Linked DNA regions of Mus musculus: regions 1 and 2 are each linked to region 3. A link is a contact called in public Hi-C and promoter capture Hi-C data. All regions are on one chromosome and are shown on one strand. The core of a region is the stretch at or near the end of the contact, and the rest is flanking DNA. Distances in the headings are between cores, read along the strand shown.

Region 1 (2,849 bases), core at 165-2,664, 220 kb after region 3:
GATAAGTTGTGCTAACAAAAAGCTCTCTCTTAAGTGCGGAGATTTAAACACAGCGAATGACATGAAATAATATAGGAGTGGAAAGAGACAAAAGCCAGCAAATCTCCTGCAAAACAAAGTAACAAAAAAGCACGCTAATGATTTAGTCCCACTGCTTATTTAAGGTTTGGTCCCTAGTCCAAAAAATTGGCAATGGGAGCCTTTAAAAGCAAAGGAGCAAGTGCCCCTTACCATCCAAGGCTTCCCTCCAGATTTAGACCATCTGAACAGGACTGATGAGGGTGCGCTGGCGTGCGGGGGAGGGGTGGTTCCCCGAGGGGGGTGTCAGAACACTCTCCAATCCCCATCCCCCAGCTCTACCCGCCGCCAAGACATCCCCAATAGTCTACGTAGGCGTCTGGTTCTAGGGTCTTCATCCTTACACAGCAACATCCAGTCCTTCCCACATCCTCTTGCCTCCAATCGCTCACAAGTCTTAAGAACCATCCTCTCCCAGAGGATACAGACTCAAAACCCACTCAGGCGCAGACCCACCCCCGTTGTTTCCAATCCTCTCCCTCTGTCTTAGTTGGCAGTACCCCTCAACACCCATCACCACCCTCCCTCTCCCCAGTAGCAGGAGGAAGTCGCTATGCTTCCTCTGTCCACATCGCCCGCCAGAGCTTGGGCGCCCTGGGCTTTTGGGTGGGGTTTTTTGTGTGTGTAAGTGAGTGTGTGTGTGTGCGCGCGTGTACCCGATGTGTATCCGCACTCAAGTATATCTGTGCTCATCGCATCCTTCCGCCTAGGCTGCCCCAGGTGCCCTCTTAAAGGGATCCGGATCTCCTCGTGCCCTAATCTCCAGCTCTTTGTGCGGGGGTCCGGGGGAGCGGGAGGTGCGATCTGAAGCTTTCAGCCGCCCCCGCTGGGGTGGAGACCCACTCTCCGGCCGCAGCTCTGTGAAACCCGCTGTGCCATTCAGCTTCCAGCCCAGCGCAAGCTGGTGGGGTAGCCAGAGCGCTGTCCCGTGGCGCCTGAGACTCCCACCCCCAGGCAGCCGGTTGCCAGAGCGAAAACTTAAGTAGAACAGAGGAAAAAGAGAGCTCCTAGCGCTCGACCGCAGCTGCGCCCATCCTGCCCGTGGTCTCCAGCGCGCGCGCGGGAAGCCACCGCGCTGCTCCCGGTGTGAGCGAACCCCCCCCCCCCCGGGACTCCCCGTCGCTCGACCACTCACCAGCACCACGGAGCCCCGCACGGCCTCCGACACGCTCTGGCGGAGCTCGGCTGCCGTGCCTGGCTTGCTCAGCCGCTTGGTGAATTTGCGCACTTCGGCCATGGCAGAGGTGGCGGGCAGGTCTCGGCGGGAGCGCTCAGTGCCCCGGGCCCGGGCGGCCGCTGCTGCTGCTGCTGCCTGTGTTTACACGCCGACGGGCCGGCCACATCTCAGCTCGCCGCCCCGCGCCCAGCTCCCGCGGCTCCTCCTCCCGCGCGCCGCTCCTCCCTCTTTCCCTCCTTTTTGCTCTAGCTTTTGCAGGCTCTGGGTCCTGCCGGGCGGCGGCGGCTGCTCCCTCTCACCAAGGGCCCCGACCTGAGTGGCCTAAGAAGGAGGGTGTGTCTCCTGGAGGGGGAGGGAGTGCTGGAGGTGGGGGCGAGGGTCACGCGGGAAGAGGGGGAAGTGGCAAGCACCCGGGCTCCGCCCGCAGCTGATGTTGCTGGTGCAGCCGCATCCGGGAGGCGAGATGAGGCTGCTTCTTTTTCCGAGTGTATGGCGCGGGAGGGGGTCAGAGGTGGGTGATGAAATGTCTCCAAGACTAGGGTGTGCTGGGGCCTCCAGAGACCTCTGCCTCCCTTAAGACTTCAGGAGCAGTGAGGCGGTGGGAAAAATCTCACTTGCCCCCAACCTGCAAGCCCCTGGGTCCCAGGCGGCTAGAGGCTGGGAAACAACATGGAAGCAGCATGCTCCTATTGTGTACTCAGCCTGGTTGGGTCTGCCCTATGTCAAAGGAAGGAAGAGCGGGTTTGCTGCAGGAAAGACTTGTCTGGGTCTGTACCCAACCCCCTTCATTTCCCCACCCAGGCATCCACTTCATAGGGCAACCAGGGGACAGGCTTCTAGAAGTGAGTCTTACCCAGGCAGGGATAGCTGGGTGGTGAGAGACCCCAGAGCCTTTGATGAATTGTGTGGTTCTGCAGTGATTCCAGAAGGAGTGGCCCTAGTGCTCACTGGGAAGGCTTTTGGAGGACCTATCAATCCTCTAGCTTTTACCTGTGCTCTGCAACCATCTCACCCTTTCCTTAATTTCCCCAGAACATCTGACTAGGTGTAAAGCATGCATGCTTAGACACAAACAAGGCCTTAATTCTGAAATGAAAGGCCCCACTTCATTTTTTTTTGTTTTGTTTTAAGTTTGAAATGGCCCATCACCAGGGGTCTAATCCTTTTTGAGGATTTCTACCGGTGCCCAAATGGCACTTTCCACACTTCTCAGGCCTTCAAAGAGCACACAGTCACACACCTACACAAGGACTTTGTTATGGAAACAAGAGCATGGGAATGGACTCCAGGAACCCAGAAAAGACCAAGTCTCCTAGCAGCAAGCCCATTTGGCCACCTTCTCATTGATCCTGATAAGGCACAGATGGAGGGTTCCTCCAGGACCTGGGACATGGAAGGGCTCTAAGGGACAGGCATTATCCTGCATGTTGACCTCACTCTGTGTGTGTGTGTGTGTGTGTGTGTGTGTGTGTGTGTGTGTGTTGGGGGTCGGGGTGGAAACTGTTACCTGCAGGTGGATCAGCACAAATTCATGCTATGTGTTCAATGAATGGTGAATATTTGTGTGTCTGGCTCCTAGTTGTTGACCTCCAGA
Region 2 (2,700 bases), core at 98-2,597, 220 kb before region 3:
TGGAACCAGGAGGTATAGGAGCAGGAAAGCAAGCAGGAGAGAGGGAAAGAGCACGAGAAAAGAAAAAAAAAGCTATAGGACCAATCAGAAGACTGAGACACAGCTTTTAAAAAAAAGCTAAAGTAGGGAAGACAAACTCCTTGCAATGCCCCCTCCCTCCTCCTCGTGGGCCACGGGCTCTTCCCTCGCCACCCCACCCCCCAGCCCGCGCGCGCGCGCGCGCGCGCGAAACCAAATCAGTCCGGTCCGTCCCCCCGCCCCCGCCTCCCAGCAGGGATCGCTCCCCCGCCCCCCTCGCGTGGCGAGCAAGCCCGCACGGCCCCTGTGGCGGCGCATGGGGGGTGGGGGGGACTCACCTAGACGAACAGCCTCGTTGTACTTGAGCAGAGCTGCCTCCACCTGGTGCTCGCGGAACAGCCGGTTGCCCTCGTGCCGGAGTTGCGACGCCCGCGCGGGGCCCGGGAACAACTTGCCCAGGAGGCCGCTGAGTACCACGTTAACTCGCAGTTGCAGGGGCGCCGGCTGCCCCGCGCGCCGCGGCCCGCGTGCCCTCCCACTGGCCGCCATCAGAGCGGAGAGCTTGACCCCGCACAGAGCGCAGCGCCGATCGGCGGCTCGCCCGCGCTCCAGGCACAGTTTACAAAAGGTGTGGCCGCACCACAGGGACACCGGGTCTGAGAGAAACCCGTGACACTTCTTGCACTTAAAGCCATCCCATACCTCGGGGGCCACGGCCGCGGCCTCCCCTGCCTCTTTCAGCGCCGCGGCGCAGCAGCTCGAAGTGCCGCTCGAGTCGGAGGCCAGCTCCTCTTGCGGGACACTGTCGGCCAAGCAGCGCACTAGCTGCTCCAGCTGCTCCGCTACGAGCTGCTGCCTCTCGGAGAGCTGTCGGTACACCTCGAGGGCTTCCCGAAGGTGCCCCTCAGATGCCAAGGCATCCGCCTGCGTGAGCAGGACTTTGCACTCCAGCGGTGTCGGGACCGCCAGAGGCAGGCTTTGCTCGGGCTCTTGAGCCCCGAGAGCTTGGGAGCCCTCGGGTGTCACCTCCTCCGGGTGGGCGGCTGACTGCCCTGCGGCCGCTGATGTCCCCGGCTCCTCCGGCTCCGCCAGCTCCAAGTTGTTGCTGCCGAGCTCGGCGGACAAGCTCACCATCTGTGCGGTCTGAAGGGAATCCATTGAGAGAAGGAACTGCGGAGGTTGGAGTGAGGAGAGGCGTCTAGGAACAGGGAACTAGCAGGAAAGAGCGGCGGCTGGGAGCGGGCTGCGCGAGCGAGAAGGCGGGATCGCCGCGCGCGCGAGTCTGCCTCGCCTCCCGAGCTCCATGCCGGCTGCCCCGCGCTGCCTAATAACTGTCTTGTCTCAGCGAAGCGTTATATAAAACGCAACCACGTGACTCCTACCACGCTGCTCATTGGCCGGCAGCGGGGAAATTGTTACAAAACCAGACAGTTTTGTAACAGCTTTGCGCTTGCTTCTTTTGGCTTGGCTTTTCTTGGCTTGTTTTTTGAGGTTGTTTGCATTTACTCTTTCTTTCTCACTTGTGATTTTGGGTCCTTTCTGGACTGGGGAGAGGTACACAACCTCTTCTTCCACGCTTTTCCAGCTCTAAACTCTTTGCCATCCCACCTCAAAAGTAGTCTGCAAACAGGTCCGCTCTGCCAGCCGCTTGTTGGAGTCCCCCCGCCCGAGAGAGGCCGGTCCCTATCGGCTCCAGTCACAGAAGTTGCTGGAATGCCAGGCTCCCCTCCAGGGGGCGATGGCTGATGTCTGCAAAGGCACCTAGGGACACCCAAGAAGTCCTCATTTGTTCCCTAGAAGAGCGTTAAGTGCCCCTGCTGAAGCTCCTGGGTTTCCTGAGGGATTCCCCCAAAAGAGACTTAGTGCAGTTTTAGGAGAGTTCTTTGTTTCTTACCAAGACAGCGAATCATGAGCAAATGGTCCAGCGGATAAAACAAGTTAGGCAGTCCGTGCTGGGCAGCAAGGGAAGAACGCACATCTTATAATCCTATATTAGATTGCTCATTGGGACCCCAGGGAGGCGCCCTCCGGTTCTCCTCCTCTTCCCTCCCACCCCCAACTCAGGGACCAGTGCTGGAGCGGGCACCCCCCTGGAGATTCACTGGCTCCAGGACCCAGAGACCAGATGGGCACCACCTTGAGAGCTGAGTTTGCTGAGTTCGCTGTAAACTCGGGGGGGGGGGCGGGGGGGGAGCGTGAGGGAAGCAGAGGGAAGATACAAGCCCAAGACAGCAAATCCAGAAAAAAAAATCAGAGAATTCAGTCACAGCCCAGCTGCTAAACAGCCTCCAGGTTCACAGAAGCTGACTTCTGGCAGGCCGTGCCTAACCTTAGGGTTTGTGCCCTTGCGCTAGGTTGAACACAAGTTGTAGTGCCTGGCTTGGGCTGAGGAGTGGGGCGGGAAATTCCCAACCAGGCACCCCTTAAAAAAATGCCAGACTGCTCACAAACTACACAAGGATTTGTTTACTGCTGGCCTTTGCATTTCAGACAAGAGCCATGAACAAAATGAACCGGCAGGGTTCTGGAGTACCCCACTTCAGGATAGACTGCTTCAAGAAGGAAGGCTGAGTTCAGTCAGGCTTGCTCTCAATTGTCTTCCTCCTCCCTCCCGCGCCTACAGGTCCTGGAGAGTGCTCAAATTAAGATTCCAAGCTGAGTGTCTCCAAGTTGCCTCCTGCT
Region 3 (2,842 bases), core at 180-2,679:
CACTAATTTTTCAGTAAAGTCTTTCCACTCCACTCCGTGCCATTTACAGCTGTAACTCCCTACTCTCATCTTGTTTCTCTCCATAGCACTTTAGTGGTATGTGACATATCTTACCTTAACACAGAAACACACACCCTTTGCCAAGAGTACATGTAACTAGCTTCGTGACTCCAGGACTTGGTCCATTTTTCTCACTATTACATCCTCAGCCCCTAGAAACACCGCCTGTCATAGATACTACATATATTTTGTTGACAGAGCATGGGGATTTCCTAATTAACATTTCAGCTTTCGTTTCAAAACACAGCACACTTGGTAAACATTCGTTAGCAACTCTGTGTGTGTGTGTGTGTGTGTGTGTGTGTGTGTGTTGGAGAGAGAGAGAGAGAGAGAGAGAGAGAGAGAATAAAACCTATTTTAAAAGGCCCCGATTGCCACGCTTGCCAAGCCTAGTCCATGAGGAAATCATTCACCTTCGATTTTCACAGCAACTGCCAAGTTCATTAGTTAAAAATTGTTCACAAACATTAAGGCAATGGTGCAACTTCCTAAACAATGTACAACTTTTCTGTAAATTTAAGATTATCTTCCACGAAATACTGTTTATTAAAGTTGGAAGAGGTCTGTCCGGATGCTGGACAGGCGTTCTCAGCAGATTTCTTAATGCCAGAGGAAGCCTTGACCTCTTGTGTCCTTTTGCTACTAGGACTAAGATCCATCTTTAGACTCCCTTTAACTTCCACTGCTAAAAGCCACACTTCCAAACTGAGCATCTAAGAGGCTCAGGGCAAGGAGCCCTCAGGAAGTTCCAGCTCACCAGGACTTAGTCGCCATCCCAAGGTTCCTCATCCCTTCAAAGGCAAAGCCACTTTGTAAGAGTCATTTGAGCAAAAATCTGTTCCCTTCAGTCCCCTTCCTCTAGACGCCAGCCTTCTTGGCTCTTCCCTAGTGCTCAAGGGAAGTGAGATGGCCAGTCGCCGGGTCTGGCTCCCCCTCTCCCTGCCACAGAGCCTGGGAAATCCCCCCCGCACCCAGGTCCCTCAAATCCAACAGGATCACGGAGACTCAGCATGAAAGGCAAAGGCTGGCGACTTAGCACGGGACATCGAAGGGCCGACCACCTCAGTGCGCGCACCCTGACCAAGGCGATCGAACTCCTGGCGCCCCGCCGGCCCAAGTCCCTGCCAAGCCTCGTCCTTCTCACACACCACCACCACCCCCAACCCCCTGGTGGCTGTCACCAGCCGGGGACCACACTCACCTGTGGCCGCGGCAACTTGGCCCACGGTGGCGGTCCACAGTAGCAGCACCAACAGCTCGCCCAGCAGCGCTGGCCGCGCCATGCAGCCCCTCGCCTCGGAGCGTGGCCCGGCTGGAGCCGCGGCAGTCTCCGCCTCCTCTGTTCTTGCTCCCACTTCCCGGCCGCCGCGCGCTGGAGGCCAGAGCCGGCGCAGACGGGAAGGGCCGCCCCGCCCACGGCCGCAGGTAACCCGAGCGCGCGGGGGCGTCTGGGCGCAGGCAGTGGAAGGGATTGGGCGGGGCCGGCGGCTCTGAGACTCCCACCGAGTGACACCTGGCCTCCCTCCGCGCCACCACCTGTCACAGCTACCTGGGAGTCCTTTGGAAGACCCAAGGCGACTTCCCCTGGAGCTTTGTGGCAGGGCTCCAAAGACTGGCCTCTTCTCACTCCCACTTTGATCAGGATGTGTGGTTGTCCCGAGTGCCAAAGGCTGCACCCTGCTACACACTAGGGCAGGGTCATGTAGGAAAAGAACCTTGGCCTGGGAATCTGGAAACCTGGCATCTAGCCTTAGGTCTCTGAGCCCTTTGTTTCCGAAGTTCTGACTCCTAGAATAGTAATACCAACCTTCTTTATTTCTCTGGATGGACTTGGAAGTGTAGATTGGGGACTTTAGTGGCACCCTGCTTTGTGGAAGGGACAACGGTATATTTGAAAGCTGGTAATAATTGAATTGGGTTTTTAAAGTGACATTCCCGAAACAAGGGATAGTGTCACTATCCTGTGTACCTGTGTTGTTAAAACACACACTCAGCTTAATATAGTTTTAGGTTTCGAGGTACATACTATGGACAGGTATGGTGTTTCATGCCTGAGCACTGTGGCCTAGATTAAACAAGTGCTTAACAATTCTGGGACTGAAGTAGGATTGTCACCAATTACAGGAGAGGTGGGGGGGGGAGGGCGGGAGGGGGGAGAGGGCAGAGATTGAGAGGTTGTAAAGCTTAGTGAGTAAAGATGGAGGAAGAAGAAAACTGAGCCCTGCAAGTTGCCCTCTGACCTCCACGTGGGCACCATGGCATGTGTGTGCACATGCATGCACACCTACATAAGCATAATGAAAAACTGTGAAGACTATGTAAGGAGAAGGTATCGAAGATGTTGAAAGGCTGCACCTTGGAGCCATGAAGCTGGGTGCTGATGAGCATTTCTGAGATTAGGAAAGGAGAGGAACTGAGCAGCTTTGGGGGTTTTGTACTGCTGCTGTGGAAATCGCCCCAATCTGGGTGACTTAAAAAGCTCCATTCTAATACATTTCTGGATATCAGAAGTCTCATTAGGCGAAACCCAAGTGTAGGGAGAGCTACTTTTTGTCATGGAGATTCTAGAACATAAGCCCTTGCTTGAACTTTTCCAGCTGTGAGACACTGCCCACATTCCTTGGTTTGTTGCTGTACCACTAAATCCTCTGTTTCCATGGTCAAAATACATCTCTTTCTCTGACTCTGGCTAACCTATCTCCATTTTCTTTTTATAAAAATCACAATAATAATACACTAGCAAGATTTTGCTGAAAGGACCCTGATATAGCTGTCTCTTGTG

Evidence for each region. Promoter capture Hi-C pulls out the DNA fragments that hold promoters and counts their contacts. Hi-C and Micro-C count contacts between places; a contact is called where the count stands out from the background.
Region 1: a promoter capture Hi-C map of embryonic stem cells shows a contact between it and region 3, with 6 times the contacts expected there. The contact joins the promoter of Dock11 here to the promoter of Il13ra1 in region 3. A contact is called at or near these places in 16 of 39 promoter capture datasets (the 3T3-L1 cell line, 3T3-L1-derived adipocytes, the C10 cell line and 7 more), 4 of 484 Hi-C or Micro-C datasets (the HL-1 cell line and embryonic stem cells), 1 of 115 datasets of contacts at active chromatin or transcription factors (stem cell-derived neural progenitor cells) and 2 of 9 other capture datasets (adipose tissue and liver).
Region 2: a Hi-C map of liver shows a contact between it and region 3, with 2.2 times the contacts expected there. The contact joins the promoter of Lonrf3 here to the promoter of Il13ra1 in region 3. A contact is called at or near these places in 3 of 39 promoter capture datasets (embryonic stem cells, hippocampal neurons and stem cell-derived epiblast-like cells) and 2 of 484 Hi-C or Micro-C datasets (embryonic stem cells and liver).

Annotation. Positions count from the first base shown.
Region 1 is chrX:35,887,397-35,890,245 of GRCm38.p6, reverse strand. Dock11 (dedicator of cytokinesis 11) reads right to left here and starts at 1,414. Exons shown (of 53, transcript NM_001009947.3): 1 at 1,214-1,414. The coding sequence starts at 1,315.
Region 2 is chrX:36,327,056-36,329,755 of GRCm38.p6, reverse strand. Lonrf3 (LON peptidase N-terminal domain and ring finger 3) reads right to left here and starts at 1,347. Exons shown (of 11, transcript NM_028894.1): 1 at 357-1,347. The coding sequence starts at 1,176.
Region 3 is chrX:36,110,695-36,113,536 of GRCm38.p6, reverse strand. It overlaps Il13ra1 (interleukin 13 receptor, alpha 1), which reads right to left and starts at 1,429. Exons shown (of 11, transcript NM_133990.5): 1 at 1,262-1,429. The coding sequence starts at 1,343.